3 separate regions of the Mus musculus genome follow, and all the other regions are linked to region 3. Evidence: chromatin contacts called from public promoter capture Hi-C data. All regions are on one chromosome and are shown on one strand. The core of a region is the stretch at or near the end of the contact, and the rest is flanking DNA. Distances in the headings are between cores, read along the strand shown. Region 1 has its middle 51 kb from the start of Tent4a. Region 2 overlaps Tent4a (terminal nucleotidyltransferase 4A). Region 3 overlaps Srd5a1 (steroid 5 alpha-reductase 1).

What was found. Capture Hi-C pulls out chosen DNA fragments and counts their contacts.
Region 1: a promoter capture Hi-C map of liver shows a contact between it and region 3. The contact joins two enhancer-like sites. A contact is called at or near these places in 1 of 115 datasets of contacts at active chromatin or transcription factors (pancreatic cancer cells) and 2 of 9 other capture datasets (adipose tissue and liver).
Region 2: a contact with region 3 is called in a promoter capture Hi-C map of liver. The contact joins two enhancer-like sites. A contact is called at or near these places in 2 of 39 promoter capture datasets (cranial neural crest and maxillary cranial neural crest), 3 of 484 Hi-C or Micro-C datasets (CD4 T cells, centroblasts and muscle stem cells), 3 of 115 datasets of contacts at active chromatin or transcription factors (the HPC-7 cell line and embryonic stem cells) and 3 of 9 other capture datasets (adipose tissue, liver and pancreatic islet).

What each region holds. Positions count from the first base shown.
Region 1 is chr13:69,480,542-69,484,216 of GRCm38.p6, forward strand. No RefSeq gene overlaps it. Among named protein-coding and RNA genes, the nearest start is that of Tent4a, 51 kb to the right of the region's middle. Within about 2 kb of position 1,735, at least 69 of the 459 cell types and tissues checked have an H3K27ac peak or open chromatin away from gene starts, as enhancers often do. A contact at or near this core is called in liver, where this site is marked.
Region 2 is chr13:69,520,835-69,524,132 of GRCm38.p6, forward strand. All of the region lies in intron 1 of Tent4a (terminal nucleotidyltransferase 4A), which reads right to left. Among named protein-coding and RNA genes, the nearest start is that of Tent4a, 11 kb to the right of the region's middle. Within about 2 kb of position 1,612, at least 33 of the 459 cell types and tissues checked have an H3K27ac peak or open chromatin away from gene starts, as enhancers often do. A contact at or near this core is called in liver, where this site is marked.
Region 3 is chr13:69,594,421-69,597,940 of GRCm38.p6, forward strand. It overlaps Srd5a1 (steroid 5 alpha-reductase 1), which reads right to left. Exons shown (of 5, transcript NM_175283.3): 3 at 496-597. Among named protein-coding and RNA genes, the nearest start is that of Srd5a1, 15 kb to the right of the region's middle. Within about 2 kb of position 1,746, at least 9 of the 459 cell types and tissues checked have an H3K27ac peak or open chromatin away from gene starts, as enhancers often do. A contact at or near this core is called in liver, where this site is marked.

The DNA of each region.
Region 1 (3,675 bases), core at 485-2,984, 110 kb before region 3:
AATGATGTAAGTGATTGTAAATGTGTAAACAATGAGATGGAATAAAAAATCCGGTTTTAAATTAATGTAAATTCTGAGGGTCTAATAACGTGGTTTAAAGCATGTAAACATTAAATAGATAAGAAAGTGGTTTAAAGTAATGAAAAGTTTCAGATGTCCCAGGAGAACTTCTACCTGTAGCAACGGAATCTAACACTTGTCTGAGTTACTCAGAAACCTGTAAGCTCTCTTTCTCCTTCTTCCTGTTTATTCTTTCAGACACTGGCCAAAGCTTGAGCGTCCTTTCCCGTGCTTTTACTCAGCTCCCGTGCTTTTACTCAGGCGCCTCCACCCTCCCCAACTATACCTCTGACACTGGCCACCACACGGCTGCTCCTCCTTTGTTGTAGTTGCTGTGACCAGTGACAACTTAGTGAGAAAGGGGGTTATCTTAGCTGACAAGTTACAGTCCATCACACAGGAAATCAAAAGCAAGACCTCGGGCCAGAAGCTTGAAAAAGACACCACAGAAGAATACTGTTCTCTGGCTTGTCCCCAGGTTCACGTTCACCTATCCCGCTTGGAGAGCCCAGGATCACCTGCCCCAGGGTGGTACCACCCACAGTGGCTCCGACATCAATTAGCAATTAAGAAAATGCCTCACAGACACAGCCAACAAAATGGCATTCTGCCCTGAGCGGTTCACTTGAGGCCGCTATGCCGCGACATTGTAACAGCTGAGCTACTATGGCATCCACCCTGTGGCTATTTATACACAGCTTCTTCTCTGCCCTGCTGTTCCCAGTAGCTTGCTGCAGCTGCTTGCTGACCACTATTGCTGCTCTCAAACTCTAAGAAAATTGTTCCTGCGCTTCCTTCCAAGTCTCTAATTCTTTTACTAATGAGATTGATTAGTAAGCCAAACGAGTTTTCCCGGATAACACACTCAACAAAAAGGCAAATAAGAAACGCAGATAGATGACTTTATTAGGGATTCAGAAACCCCTCTGAAGCAATCCTGTTTGGGTTCCAACACAGCGCAAAGCTAAAGGGTCATTTTGGAAGTGTTTGTGGCTTTAAACAGTGTTAGAAACACCAGTCAGTGGCTCAAGGCAAAAGGACACCTAAAACCATGATGCATTGCACCTACGTTTCTTGAAGGTGCTGAGAACTCGCGCCTCCGGATTTAGAGTCAGAAGGAAGGCGTGTGGGGTTTCTCTTCCTCATGAAAAGAGTTGTCTGTGAAAGCAACACCTTCAATCAACTGAGCACAGACCTCGTCATAAATCAGAACTGCCAAGAGAGAGCTTTGAAACCTGTTTCTCACCAGGCCCCACCCCAGCCTCATTAAATCCGAATCGCTGTAACGGGATCCCGAATCGCATCTTCATTCTCAGGAGCTCCCAGGTGAGCCCAACGAGCAGCCAAGATGGAGAGAAGACTGCAGCAAAGCCTTAAAGTGCTCACATCTTAAATTTGTCCCAGATTAATCTGCGAGGCCCCTGCAGAGCCATGAAGCAATGGGTGCAGAGCAGACAGGAAAAGAAGCCCTGACTCAGAGGGAAGCCGGGAAGGGGGCGGGGGAGGGGGGCCGCCACCCACTCCTCCACCCTGCCTCGCAGTCGCCAGCACCACCTGCCTTGGAGCAAGAGAAACCCTTTTCCTTCTTTTTCCAAGCTCCAGTCACCTCCTCTGGGCTCACATCCGCCAGTTATGTAACCCACGGAACCGTTTTTTCTTAAAGTTCAAAGTCAAATTGGATCTAGCACAGCAGGAAACAGGATAAATTTAGAGAGGCTCTCAGGTCTGTCAGCAGAGGCGCGCTCTGGCTCCCTCCCAAGTGCTGTGAAAAACTCCCAGCATTCCGAGGCTGCGAGCGCAACTAAATATTCATCTCAGACGAAAATCATTATAGGCGGATCTGGGCCATTCTCACTCTCGCAAGCCATTCCTATTCCTGCAATGGTGCGTGGCCATCACCATCTTCAGCCACCTCTTTTCTTTTCTTTTTCTTTTTTTCTCTTTCTTTCTTTCTTTCTTTCTTTCTTTCTTTCTTTCTTTCTTTCTTTCTTTCTTTCTTAGTAATAAAAATCAAGTGCGGGTGCTAAGGAAGATTTCAGGTGGAGATCCTTTTATTAATTAAAGCCCACAGTTCATGCACGGGTGAGATGCTGGGATAGGAAATTTAACGGGCACGTAGAACAACGGAAATTCCTTACATTTAAGGATTTTTAAGGGGAGGAGGTGTCGAAGTAGTGGGAAGAGGTGTCAGTTTAGAAGGGAGAGGTCCCTGGGTTTATAAGTGTGTAAGCTTGGACATTCATGACAAGATAACCATGTAGCTGTCAAAGGAGAGCTCCATGGAATCTGTTCTCGCCTTTATGTCGGCGCCTGGGCATCAACTCAAATCATGTGACCTGGCAGCAAATGTCCCCAGCTGCTGAGCCATGGCGTCTGCCCTCCAGAACATCATCTGCCACACAGATGTCACTCCGTAGCGTGAGTCAGCACTTTAATGAGTCTTAATACTTTGATATTCTTGTCCATAAGACAGGCATAAAGGATTGAAGAGTATTATCAAGGGAGAATTCCAGAACAAATCCATCTAAGGTGCATGTCATGCGCTGCCATTCTGGTAGACACCTGTTCTCTTACAAATCCACTGTCCTCACAGGCTGACCATGGGAAACACAGATATCTTCATGGTGAGAGGCTGCAAAGTGACCTGAATAAAAAAATGTCCCTTGTCATCATTAGAAATAAGTTCAGGGTTGCAGAAGGACCGCCACTCCAATTAAAGGGTTTCAAGAAGAGAAAGGGTTGTAAAGGGAATTATGGGAAGTGGGAAGTGGCGGACCACGTAAGTAGCTTAAGTTCCAAAAATGCAGCAGGACCTTTGTGTAAACAAATGTTTTTAAAGGGTGTAAGGGTTAAAACGTCTGCATAAAGGGTTTAGAAGATGAAGAATGTAACAGATTTTAATTCCTTGACAAGAACAAAAGTTGTGCAGTGTTTGATAGAAAAGACTACCATTTCATGTGTCTCACATCCCTGTTGTGGATGTCAGCAGTCTGCACCGTGACAGGGAGAGATGGAGATGGGCCCTCGATGAATCAGTTTGACCTGCTCCCTACCTAAGCCAGGAAACCTTAACGAACACATGTGCCAGGATCCCTCCACAGGGCACAGTCTTTCCTGGGAAGTGTCCTTCTTTGTCTCTCATTAGAATACCTTCTTGCTGAAAATCAGACCCATTTCTTTGACATCCTGTTGGTTTGACCTGTCAGTGTGTTTACTGTCTAGCTCAAAAGCATTGACTTCAACCCTTTGTGTAACTATAGCGAATTACCCCCAGACTGGAGAATTAATAAACAACACAACACTTGACGATCAAGGCTCAGTAGTGGTGAGCACCTGCAGTGTGGTGTTCATGGCTGCTTCTCTCAGCAGCATCTTCCCATGGATGAGGGCACAGGGCAAAGAGAGGAAGGGCGATGTGGTCTCACAGGATGGCCTAGCAGAAACACTCCCTCCACCCATTCATAAGGACCCTCATCCCCTCCCCAGGGGCTCTGCCATGTGACAAACCCCAAACTCTAGTGTTGTCCATGCAGAGACACATCAAGCCATGTGGAGACACATCAAGCCATCGATTCAAGCAACTAGACCCCGACTTTGGTTAATCAATTAGACTGG
Region 2 (3,298 bases), core at 362-2,861, 74 kb before region 3:
AGTCTCCACAGACAAGCCCACTGACCAGTCTGGTCAAGTTTACAGTAAAAGCTAATTACAACAGGTTAATACACAAGATAAGAGAGGGAGGGCTCGAGCCGAGCGTGGTGGCGCATGCCTTTAATCCCAGCACTTGGGAGGCAGAGGCAGGCGATTTCTGAATTCGAGGCCAGCCTGGTCTACAGAGTGAGTTCCAGGACAGCCAGGGCCATACAGAGAAACCCTGTCTCGAAAAAACCAAAAAAAAAAAAAAAAAAGGGAGGGCTCCTCAACTTTCTGATCAACATTACCAATCTGGACTCTGAACAGATAGATGTCTAAGAGCCTTCCAGAGCCTAACGAGGGAGGGGTTCTAAGAGGCTCTATGTGCATGCTCCAAGACTCAAGACTATGCCCCAGGCAGAGCAAGCCCCAAGGGCACCGAGAAGCCACTTTCAGGCAAAGCAAGAGCATCACTTCTCAACAGCAGGTAGGCCATGAACAAAGCGTTAACTAGAGTACGCACTTCCTGCCGCAGTGCTAGCAATGCCTCTGACATGGCTACCTACTACAGCCCCTTGGTCTCTATAGAGGGAAGTCTGGTAAGCGCTGGACCAGATGAAGCAGTGCCAGTACTTAGGCACTGAGCATACTGAAATGCAGCAGAGAGCAGGACTGAGCCACTTTGCACTGGATATAAGGGACACATCCCAGATCCCCTTCATGCCATGAGCAACAAACTCAGACACAGACACCCATCTTGCTCAGAAATACCTCCTTGCTTAGGAAACCCTTCCACATGGAGGGTGTGTGATTCTCAATGACTTAGTCCCTGAACAGCCACTCCCTCCCTCTCAGCAGACCAGCCACTCAGCCTCCTTAGAGACACAAGCCCAGGCACTATGCAGAGAGCTCTGCTGCTGCATTCAGACTGGAAGGAAGCATCACGGCTGCACCTGCATGTGACAGGTGCTTGGGCCTCTCCTGTGTGACACTGGCCACTGAGTAGAGTCCTGGTACCACTGTCAACCACTCTGCACACAGCCCCACATACGGAAACTGGGACCAGGGCAGTAGTTTCTGCCCTCACTCAAGATGACAAAAAGGACCTTATGAGAAAAGGGAGACCCTAACAGTGGAAATTTACCAAAAATATAGAAAGAAAAGGCAGGAATTAAGACAGAGGGAGAGAAAATAACCCAACAGGTGCAAAGGTTTCTCTCAGTACACCAGTAGAGAAAGCAGAAGTGACCTGCATACTCCAGTAGTTTACTCCTGTGTGGCTCGTTCTGCAGACCAGTGAGCCAGACAGGAGAAACTGAGGCCCTTGCTCACACTAGAAGGGTCCTCCCTGGGGCTAGGGGAAATGAATAAACAGTGAAGAAATCCAAACTGGTTTCATGTGGCACAGGACAGTTGTCAGGGACTGCCTTCCAAGGAGCTGGTGCTAAGGCTGAGAAAGGAAGCAGCAGCAGCAGCTGGATTGAAACAGCAGGCCCCCAGGCAAGGAAACCCTGGAGAGAAGGCAGCATCCCTACACAGCAGCACTGAGCACTGGAGCCCAGGGCCACTCCTGTCCCCAGGGGCTGACTGTAAACAAGAGGCCAGAAGGCCTTCTAGGAAGCCCAGGGGTAAGCCAAGAGCACTGACCCTGGAAAGCTGAAACAACTCAAAGCAGAGTCCAGGTCCCAACAAGGTAATGCCCTAGCTCAGCCTGAATCTCTGCTGCCCACAATCTGGTACCAGAAGGCCAGAGAATAGTCATCCCATGGAACAGGCAGACTTTCAGATCTGCAGATGGATTGGGGGTGGCGGCTGCTTCCATAGGAAAATATCCACAGCAAGTCAGTATTAAGACTTATTGAGTATTAAAATGAGCAGGGGGGAAATATGCTGTGCACAGGTAGAGTAAGAGGGATGGCATAAGGGACACAGTGTATCACAAAAACAGTGAACCCAGAAGAGAAAGCTACCTCACTGCCAGTTCCACAGAAAAAAAATCAGAGCGTGTCCCTAATGTTGAGAAAAGTCAGGAGTCAGGAAGAAGCTGCTGGGTGTCAGTGACAGAGCCAAGGCAAGCAGCATCCAAAGATGGACAGACATTCAGACACTTGTCACCCCAGGAAGGCAAAGCCAGCAACACAGGAGCAAGGACCTGACAGAGCCTCCCCCTAGACTGCAGGCCAACTTCAGCCTGCAGTGCACAAGCATCTGAGGTCCAGAAAAGTCTGCCTCACAAAGAGGCCAGCTTAGACAGAGATGTCTAGACAGGTCAGCAATTAGTATCAATCTTCAGACCAGAGGAGACAAGGTCCTGTCTCGGAGGACAGGTGGTGGTGGCACTGTTCTGCCATGGGAGAAGAAAGCCAAGCAACCCTACAGGGCCACAACAGGCTTCAGGGAGTAGAGCCCTTATCCACTCTACAAAAAATGCATCTATCCAGTCCCTTCATAAAAAGACACTGGCAGCAGCCACTATGCAGTATGAAGAACCAAACCACATCTCAGGCAAAAACTACACACACAGGGTCAGAGCAGAGCAACCCAGAGCCCAGGGATGCAGGGCTGGCCCTGCAGAGCTACTGAGAGCACAGGACAGCACAGAGGAGCAGCACGGCCAGCAATGAACCTCCTGAAAACACCGCCTGCGACACTGGCTCAGTAAGGGCTCAATCAACAAATACTAGTGAATGAAACCACACAACAAAATAGCAAACTCACAGCAACGCCTCATGTTCAGTCAGGAGGGAAGATGCAGAAGGGCGGACTTCTCAGCCCATAAACTGAGAGCAAACCGGTTGGTGCCTTGTTAGCACGACCTTCTGCACTCGGGCTTTGTCAGTTTACATTCTCAGCCACAGCACTCGCTCTCAGGAGCCCGGGTTTCTATTTGAAACTGCACGTTTCTTACTGAAGCAAAATAAATAATTTACTAGAGTTTTCATGAAGATGATTCTAGTGAGTTTTTCTGTTGGTGGCTCCAAGTACTATCTCCAGGATCTTGGAGAATACCATCTGCAGCTGTGGTCATCTAATTATCCTGGCGATTTCTGGGTGATAGGACTGAGATACTTTAAAGCTTCCACTTTTAAAAATATGAGCCAGTTTTACCGATTCATCAGTATTTTAGAATTGGTGCCAGAAATGATGGCTCACGTTTGTAATCTTGGAAGCTGGGAGGCTGAGACAGAACAGCCTTAAGTTTACATCAGCAGGGGGTACCCTTATGTAAGAAACAGTGAATAAACGATAGGCATCAATGCTCTGAAGAGTCACCTATAAACTGTCTTACAGAAAGGAGAAGAGCCCCTCTCAAGTA
Region 3 (3,520 bases), core at 496-2,995:
TTTCCAGGCAGTATACTTAATGTATTTTTTAAGGTTTTTCTAAACAACAACAACAACAACAACAACAACAACAACAACAAATCTCATCCAATATTTTATATAGCTTTTAAAGATGGAGATTTGATAAAAGAAGCCATTCCATCACAGTGCTGGACCAGAAGTACCAGAGTGGCCTGTACGTCCTCCTCCTTGTCCTGCCTGTAAACACTGACAGCCTTCACCCCTTAATCATCTTCCAAAAAGCCAGATCTAACTGTGGTTCACGATGTAAACTTTCAGTCAGTAGGAAATGCTGCCCGGTGAGGCTGTGAATTTGCAGAGCTGAGAAAGGAAGGCAAGTGGGCAGTGTGCAAAGCAACTGTGTAGCAACTCCATGCTTACCCCTGGGTATTTTGTATCCAGTTTCCCTCCATGCTTACCCCTGGGTATTTTGTATCCAGTTTCCCTCCATGCTTACCCCTGGGTATTTTGTATCCAGTTTCCCTCCATGCTTACCCCTGGGTATTTTGTATCCAGTTTCCCCTGGTTTTCTCAGATTCCGCAGGATGTGGTCTGAGTGGATATTTATCACCATGCCCACTAACCACAGGGCAAAGCCTGAAGAATAAACAAGATGATTATAGTTAATAACTGACAAGACTTAAGAAAGCCATGCTCAGCTGAACAGCACACCTCGATCCTTTGTACTGATGTCAGCCTGAGTGTGAGCAGTGGCTCACAGCAACACCACATGTACCAGTGCGAGCAGTGGCAGTAGGCTGCTTCCTTGAGCATGCTATGGACAGCCATTCTACCCAAAACACTCTGACCTAATTCGTGGTCTCAACCTGTGTTTTTACCATGACAGGAACAGAAAACAGGACTTATGACCTGGTCAGGGGAACTAGCCTGCACGTATGACCTGGACAGGGGCACTAGCCTGCACGTATGACCTGGACGAGGGAAATAGCCTGCACGTATGACTTGGAAAGGGGAAATAGTCTGCACGTATGACCTGGACAGGGGAAATAGCCTGCACGTATGATCTGGATGGGGGAAATAGCCTGCACGAATGACCTGAACAGGGAACTAGCCTGCAAGTAGGTTTATCTCCCCTTTTCCTCTGGAAAACTGCATGAGGAAATGCTCAAGGCTTCCCCTCCATATAAGGAGAGGCACATGCTTACTGGCTACACACCTTACCCCTGGGGAGTAGGCATGGAGGTTAGGATCGTTGACTCTGCTCCTCGTCTTTCCTTTTCCTTCTGGATCTGTAGTGCACGTCCCTGGCTTTCACCCCATTAACCTGCTCCCAGCCCCCGAGTCAGCTCTCCTCAGTCACTTGGCCACTCATCCCCTTAGCTTCCATCCCCAGGGGTTACAAACTACACGGCTCTCGCTGGCCCCCACCCAGCACCTCTGAGGTCTCTTTCCCTGGGATGTTTCTTAGAGCCATCAAGAGTGTTCCTTTTTTAGGGAGCGGCGTGCGAGACTTTAATGAAGATGCATTCACGTCTGCTCCTGCATGGAGGTTAGGAAAGAGGCTCTCAGAAGTGGTCATCACTGAAAGTGTACGTGTCACACCAGCTATTTTCACCGGGAAAGTAAAACGCCAAAACTCTGCTTTATAACAGCAACAACAATAAAAAAAAATTACTCCGATATCAAAAGCCAAATCTGATTTTTCTGCAATATTAAAAATGTGAAGGCCAAATGGTGTTGCAACTGTTATCAGCGCTGTGTGCCCTCAGGAAACTGTTCAATTTGCCAGGCCACAGGGTGCCCTCTCATAGTAAACAGACCCTTCAGAATAGGCTCCTAGGTTTCCTTATCCTGGAAATAACATGTTTTTTCCTAAACATATCAAATGCTGTGATAAGGCTTTCTGTATCTAGAGTGGACTCACTAGTTCTTCTTATATTTGGATTTTGGATATTATATCTACATGATTTGGCTCTTAAATAGTCATAAAGGAAAGCATAAAGGAAAGTCCAGACCCTGGGTTTACCTCATTTCCCTTCTGAGAGACCAGCTTTCCTCAATGCTGGAGATTGGGAGAAAACTAGCATGTGTGTTCATCCAAGACATGCACTGAATTTAACTTGTGGAATTTTTAAAGCCTTTAAAAAAATGTATCTAAGATGGTTAAAAACTGATTGTCAGCTTGATAGGGTCCACAGACACAGAGGAGACAAACATTTGGACAAGTGTGCACAGGTTAATGGAGTTAGAAGAGGCACTGTTCCACAGCCTGGGGTCCTGGATTAAATAAAAGGAGAAAGCCAGCCTGATAGCAGAGTTCACTGCCCTTTGCCTTCCAACTGCTGACACAACATGACCAGTTACTACCAGTCATGCTAGCAGGGTGTGCTGTCCTCTCAAATAGTGATTTTTGTTACAGGGAGGAGAAAAATAACCAATCAAAACTACTTTGAAGGAGGGGTACAGCATTGCTATATATAAGAGCAAAATGAAGGCATTTACAAAGATAGCAACGGTGCGGGCTGGAGTGGTTAAGAGGGTTAACTGCTCTTCCAGAGGTCCTGAGTTCAATTCCCAGCAACCACATAGTGGTTCACAACCATCTGTAAAGGGATCTGATGCTTTCTTCTGGTGTGTTTGGAAATAGCTACAGTATACTCATATAAATAAATCTTAAAAAAAAAAAAACAAAAAACAAAACCGGGGCTGGTGAGATGGCTCAGTGGGTAAGAGCACCTGACTGCTCTTCTGAAGGTCTGGAGTTCAAATACCAGCAATCATATGGTGGCTCACAACCATCTGTAACAAGATCTGACGCCCTCTTCTGGAGTGTCTGAAGACAGCTACAGTGTACTTACAAATAATAAATAAATAAATCTAAAAAAAAAAACCCAAAAAATCACTATCCTAAACATTAAAAAAAAAAAAAAATAGTGGTGCAAAGATAACCTTGATCGCCACACTCCTAACTGGCTCACAGTGGGAGTTGGAACTTCATGCTGGAGAAGCTGGAGAAAGATGTAAGCAAAACTTACTGGCCTATCCTGTTGGGAGTTCAGAAGTCCAGATTCCCAAGAGAAACATAGATAGTAGAGACCTGCTTCATGCTATCCCAGAGGGGAACACAATATCAGGAACTGGGCTAGAAGCCATTTATGATGCTACATTGTGGCAAAGACTGGCAGCATTCTGCCGACATCTTGAGAACTGGAATGAGGCTGAATTCAAAAGAAGTGGCCTCACTTGCTCTGTGGAAGGAATCTTAAGACAAGAGTATCCAGGCTGTGGCTTGGCCACTGCTTGCTACTCAGAATATGGAGTAACAAGTGTAGCACAGGGATGAAAATGTAGCATTTTGTGGGGAAGAAGCAAACCTCCGGGATGCATCTGAGAGGGTTCCCAGAGCACTGGGCTCTGGGGGTTGGGGCAGGTTCTTGGAGCTCAGTTCTGTTCCCCTCTCTCCTTCCCTTCCAACTCTAACTAGGGTGGAAAGATCCACCCCGAATATGGTGGCTCCTTCCACAGCTAAGGTCAAGAGCTGAATAAAGAGAACCCAAGC